Regions from separate parts of the Gossypium hirsutum genome. Here region 1 is linked to region 2. A link is a contact called in public Hi-C data. All regions are on one chromosome and are shown on one strand. Each heading gives the region's core, a stretch centred on a gene start, on an enhancer-like site or on the middle of the called end of the contact. The rest is flanking DNA. Distances are from core to core; before and after follow the strand shown.

Evidence for each region. Hi-C and Micro-C count contacts between places; a contact is called where the count stands out from the background.
Region 1: a contact with region 2 is called in a Hi-C map of leaf, with 4 times the contacts expected there. The contact joins the promoter of LOC107962880 here to the promoter of LOC107928759 in region 2. A contact is called at or near these places in 5 of 34 Hi-C or Micro-C datasets (all in leaf).

The regions. Positions count from the first base shown.
Region 1 is chrA06:34,023,847-34,027,124 of Gossypium_hirsutum_v2.1, reverse strand. It overlaps LOC107962880 (protein NONRESPONDING TO OXYLIPINS 2, mitochondrial), which reads right to left and starts at 1,839. Exons shown (of 3, transcript XM_016899435.2): 1 at 1,428-1,839; 2 at 1,198-1,316; 3 at 210-461. The coding sequence starts at 1,624. The coding sequence ends at 442.
Region 2 is chrA06:33,772,489-33,775,375 of Gossypium_hirsutum_v2.1, reverse strand. LOC107928759 reads left to right here and starts at 1,388. Exons shown (of 3, transcript XM_016860026.2): 1 at 1,388-2,882. The coding sequence starts at 1,514. The coding sequence ends at 2,806.

The DNA.
Region 1 (3,278 bases), core at 590-3,089, 250 kb before region 2:
CGAATGGCAGCTTGTTACTAAGTTCTACTTCTTTGATCGTTAAAGAGGGTATTAAATGTTTCGAATCCTAATCAAAACAGAAAAAATTGATACCATAAAGACGATAACGATACTACTATCATCCCGAAACTGCAAACTTTCCATCTAAAGACATAGAACGAAGATCATTGACGCTAATCACGAGAGATGCAGAAGTGGAACAAGGAACATAAACCTTAACAATAACCTTGCATTTTAAACTAATTTTCGGAGAAATAAAACATATCTTGGTTCGATTCATGTCTGACTCATTTCTCAACGATCAACACTTTCAGCATCCATCATATCCGTAACAAACAACAAGATAATTATTAAGAATGAACCCTTACAGAATTCGAGTTCGTAATGAAATTACACTCCATTTTGGCAAGAAAAATTACCAGACACTAACCACGGGTGCTGTTATAAAGGCATAGAGATACCTGCAACATCGAAAAAACAACATGAATCAGAACAAATGATATGTTCTTGTAAACATTCCGAAAGAAATAATACGAACGAGATATTTCGTTTTTAACATTATTCAATCAATTTAGCATCACTACAGACTGTCGTGCTTTATGAAGCAAATAAAATGCAGGCTTCTTTGACAAAATAAAGTATCACCAAAGTATGCATGCCTTTACCAGTGAATGCAGGAGGACATTGCAGGCTATAAATCTAAGCTCTATAGAGGAACATTTATAGAGAGAACATCTAAAATCGTAAAACATGCAAGTCAAGATCCTCAAGATAAGAATTTTATGTTGGGAGTCCAGATAAAATTAAAGATGTTTTTGGAAAAAAACAAATTATTTTTCGAGCAGAAAATACTTATGATCAAAAGAGCTTGTAGAAGACAAGGGAGGCCGAGGCAATCAGGTTCGCCCTGGTCATAACGCAAATGGTTATATGAAACAACCACGACACATATTTCAACAATTCATTAATGATTCTTACAATAAAAGGTTGAATTTTTGTGAAATAATACCAATTATAATGATATATGCTCCCATACCATAATTATTTCAAACAATCCTTTTCTCAACTATAACAAAGCAAGAATTCTGAGATAAAAAACTATATTAATAAGCTTCAGTGGTGACAATGTCAAAACAATGAACATTAATACCAAAAATAAAAATAAAAATATTCCATGAGTTGAGTAAATAGAGAGACCTTGAGGAATCAAACCCCAACTCTGAGATTCTATAGCAAGAAATGATCTGAGGCGAGCCGAAGCAACCGCACTGTGCAAAGGCATCATTGAGATTAAGCAGCTCAGCTCCACTGGTAATCTAAATGAAAGGGAAATTCCCATTTCTCTAAGAAATCAAACCAAAAAGGAAAGAGCGAGCAAAATCATTACTTTAGAGATTCAAATAGTTTTAATTACAAACAAGGCTCACCTTGGAATCCCGGAAATGCGCTTCAGTGAAGAAGAAGAAGAAGAAGAAGAAGAAGAAGAAGCAGAAGAAAACTGAGACTGAGAGCTCGATTTCAATGGAGAAATAGTGGGTAACACTGGTTTGCTGCTTTTAAGCTTTACAGGAAGAGCCTTTAACCGAGATGATGATAATCTAGAGAGAATCGTCGAACCAGCCATTAAAGCTTCTTCTCTTTTCTTTTCTTTTTTTCCTTCTGGAATATGGATCCTGAATTGATATTACAGAGGGGTTTAAGCTCTTGTAATTTCTAGGGTTTATGCCACCTTTTTTTTCATGTTTGGTTACGCATTTTAAATCATCCTTATCCTATTCTGATTGGGTCAAGCGTCAATCACCTTAGAGCTTATAACCATTGATTTTCTTCTAAAACAACTTTATAAAAATACGGTATGTTTTTAATTTATGAAATTTTAAAAAATTGAATCTAATGCAAGCGCAAAGTCAGAATAAATTTTTAGGAAGAGATGATAAAAAATTTAATTTTTTATAATCTATATCTTTATAATTTTTATAGGATTAAATCGAATTTCTATAATTTTAGAGGGGCTAAAGTATAATTTTACCTTTATTAATTTAAAATTTTAAAAAAATTCAAATGCCTAAATATAAATTTTCTATTTTAGGGGGGCCAGGGCCACTGCCGGCCCCCCTTGTATCGACCTCTAATCTAAGGCTTACTTTTCATTATTTTTAGACGAACATACCAAAACAAATTAAGAAAATAATTACATAATTATATAATTCAAAAAAATCAGTTATCACTTAAAAAAATTCTAAGACTCTATTTTTTTTTAAATTATGATATTTTAATTGTATTTTATAGATATGTGTACTTAACAAAATATTTTTAATAATACTAACAGTTAAACTTAAATTCTGATCTCTAAAAAGTAAGACTAATCCAAAAATAAAAGTACATGGACTAAATTTTAAATTTATAAAGAGTACAATAGACTTATGACATATTTTAATTTAGTATAAAAATATGAATATTTTAATTTTATAAATATGAGTATTTGTTTAAATAATGCTTAGCTTCATTTATACCTTACAACTTTAATATGTCAATGTGTACTCTTATATATGTAACATATGTAATTTAAATTAAATTTTAATTAAGTATTATTTATTATTAAGTTTATATAGATATTGATTATCACAAAATGTTTTACTATTATGAAATAAATTTTAATTGTTAAAAGGAAATTGTACTATAATATTTTATAACAAATATATTTGAGTTGTGTCTGGTTTACAAAGAATAATGTAAAATATAAATTTATAGACATAAAATAAATTTAATTAAATAATAAAAAGATTAAAAAAATCTCAAAATTATGTTTGTTTTATAAAAAATAGTTTTTATGAAATATTTTCAAAAAGTATATTAAACAATAGAAAATATTTTATGCATGATCATCCAAACACTAAAATATATTATTTAGGGAGGCTATTATAGAAGAGATTTGTGTGGACGAGACCACTTATTCATGGAATCTCAAAATAGGTTAATTTGTTAATAGATTTGTTTTCTCCATTTACATAATGTAAACATTAAATTTAGTGTTTTCCAAATATTTGATATACATGCATTCAAAATTAATGATTTTGAGAAGAGTCAAAACTTTATATTACATTATTATTGACATTAATTTGTTTCATTATAAAAAAAATATGATCTTAATTTAAAATATTCGCTTATAGTATTGATTTATTCATTTTCTATTTTAAAATATTTTCAGTATCCGCTATAAATAAATAATCCTTTGAAATTATGTTTATAAGTAAAACCAATGGATATTGCACATTAGT
Region 2 (2,887 bases), core at 139-2,638:
ATTTAATTTTTATGTGATATAAATTATATAATTCATAAAAAAAATACTATTCTTTTAAGTAGACCTATTATTTTGGCCAAACTCATTTTTAAGTCTAATAATTTTGTTCAAACCCTTTCAAATTTTAGATGGTCTTTTGGGTTTGGACAAATAACCCGATACTTAAACAATTTTAATTTTAAAATTAATGTGAACTAAAAAATGTTTAGGTGCAAAGATAAAATAAATTATCAAATTTAAAAGATTAAATATTACTTTAATAAAAAAATAAAAGTGAGCTTTAAAAATATATATATGTTGAATAATAATATTATTATCTATCACGTTTAGTAATAATTGAGATATTTTATTCTCTTTCAATATTTAGTAATAATTGAGGTAGGACTATATGGTGGAGTGATGAATCATGATGAACAAAACAACAAAGCAGTGACCAACTTTTGCAGTAATGGTTCAATCATGTCTTACGGGACAAACAACACTGCATGTACAGGTTTGCTATTGGAACATGTCAAATTTAAAGATGTTTGGTTCCTGTTTTTTCTCTTTTATTTTTTTTAATGAAAAGTAATAAAAAATATTAATCAACTTTAAACTTTATTTAGGAGGCAATTATGGTTGTTGCAAAAATAATTTTACAGGATGTGGATTCCAACTCCTTTTTTTCATTTTACAAATTAAAGTAACTTAAATATCATATAAAAATATTAGATTTCTTGTAGAATGATTTTGTAGTTAATAGAAAATTAAATTTATAGTAGTAACTCCAGCTTATGTGGGACTTAGTACTACATACGATGATACAATTGGTGGATGTTGGGAAATCAAGTGTTATTTGAAGCTGAAATCATTTAGCTTACACTTTACAAATAATATTTAATAGATTTCGAGTCTTGAATTTCAATATATCTGAGGGTTATTATTAGTTTTTTTTTAGGGTGTTTTAGTAATTCGATTGATTGACCAATCACATGTGTTTGGAAGATTATATTAGTAGAGATTATTTTTATTGTTGGTGGGAATGGTAATAATTGTACTTTAAATGATTTTTTTTTAAATTTCTTTTTGTCATTTAAAATTAGGGATTTGCTTTTAAATTAAATCACAAAGTCAACTAAGTGAGCTGCTTCCATGACCTCAGAAATTTGATCTAAGACTGATGAAAAAGAACAAAAAGAAAAACAAAGGAGTGAAAGATAAAGATTGAAAATTTGCAATTATAATTATGTTTCACTATTTGAACGTCAAATATATATGATTAAAACAAAAAAAGCTAACATGAAGAGGACCGCACCAACTCTTCACGATCTCGACATATTCATTCCATCTTTATATATTGGTGAAATTTTTTGAGAGGTATCTTTATTACAAGAATGAGATCAATTTAGTTTTTATATTATAAGTTATCGATAACTTATTAAAGTAAGAGAGATTATGTGATTATTGGTTAACTATTTTAATGAAAAACTAACAGTTAAATGATTTTAAATTATAAGTCTAAATAGTTCGAAAAATGTCTAAAGAACGCTCTCTTGCTCAGCCTTCTTCGGCCAACAGAGATGTGGGAGATCCTCGTTCTATCGAGGATCGGACCACTAAGAAAGTGAGGTTTAAGGACGGTCTTGAGGATGATTCTGTGGATATGATTGTAGATTCTGTTATATCTCCAACACCATCGTGGAAAGATAAGTTTTTGGGTAGAGAATCAGCTTCATTTGAGTTGGAACGCGATGTCTCTGCTGTGGGAGTAGATGATGGATGCAATGGAGATTTTGACTTATTGACAGATGATGTGCAAATATCCATTGTTAACGGGATCCCAGCCATCAATTTTTTTGATCGGGTTAAGGATATTTTGCTCAAAGAAATGGAATTAACTGTGGTTATTAAACTTCTAGGCCGGAGTATCGGCTACAATACTTTACACAATCGCATATCTAGTCTGTGGAAACCTATTTCTCAATTTCATCTTATGGACATTGAAAATGGGTATTTTCTAGTTCGTTTCTTGAATAAGACTGATTACGATCGCATTTTGTCGCAGGGTCCATGGATTATTTTTGGTCAATACCTTACTGTTCAACCTTGGACCAAGGACTTTAATCCTTTGCAACCGTATCCTACTGTGGTCTTGGCTTGGATCCGTCTGCCGGGCTTGCCGGGGTATATGTTCCGTCGGCAAATTGTGGAAGCCGTTGGGGGGTTGATTGGGAAGGTCGTAAAATTGAATCTTCAGACGGATAAGAGAACCATGGGACGTTTTGCTCGATTTGCTGTTTTCATTAATCTCGCGAAGCCGCTGGTGTCCCAAGTCTTGGTTGACGGAGCTGTTCAGAGGGTGGAGTACGAAGTTCTTCCTACGGTTTGTTTTGGGTGTGGTAGGTATGGGCATGTTAGAGATTTATGCCAGATGATGGCCCTGGATAATAATTATGACAAGTTGCCTGAGACGACGAAGGAGGTTTTGGAAACTGACGGAGGAGGAGTAGTTGAGGAAGCGAGGCCGGAGTTTTGGCCTTGGATGCTGGTTGAAAGAAGGTCCGGGCATGGAAAACGGGTTGGCAGAGTTAACACCGACAGAGATATGGGAGTAACAGACGGGGCAAAATCTCGCAAGGAAACTGGAAAATCACGATTTAAGGTGTTAAACAAGGCGGGAGAGATAAGCGAAATTTATGCTGGAGAATCTGTGTCGGTGAAGGGGGCTGAAACAAGTTCTGGTGCTATTGAAAATATCAATTTTAGGGATAGGGGTAATAATTTGAGAGACATGGGTTCTCGGCCAGTAATGGACCTAGGCTTTTAGGCCAATTCGGGTTCTAGCCCAACAAGGGCAACTACTACGGGGGCCATTATTGGGACTGAGTTGGGTCGTCTGCCTGGTGAG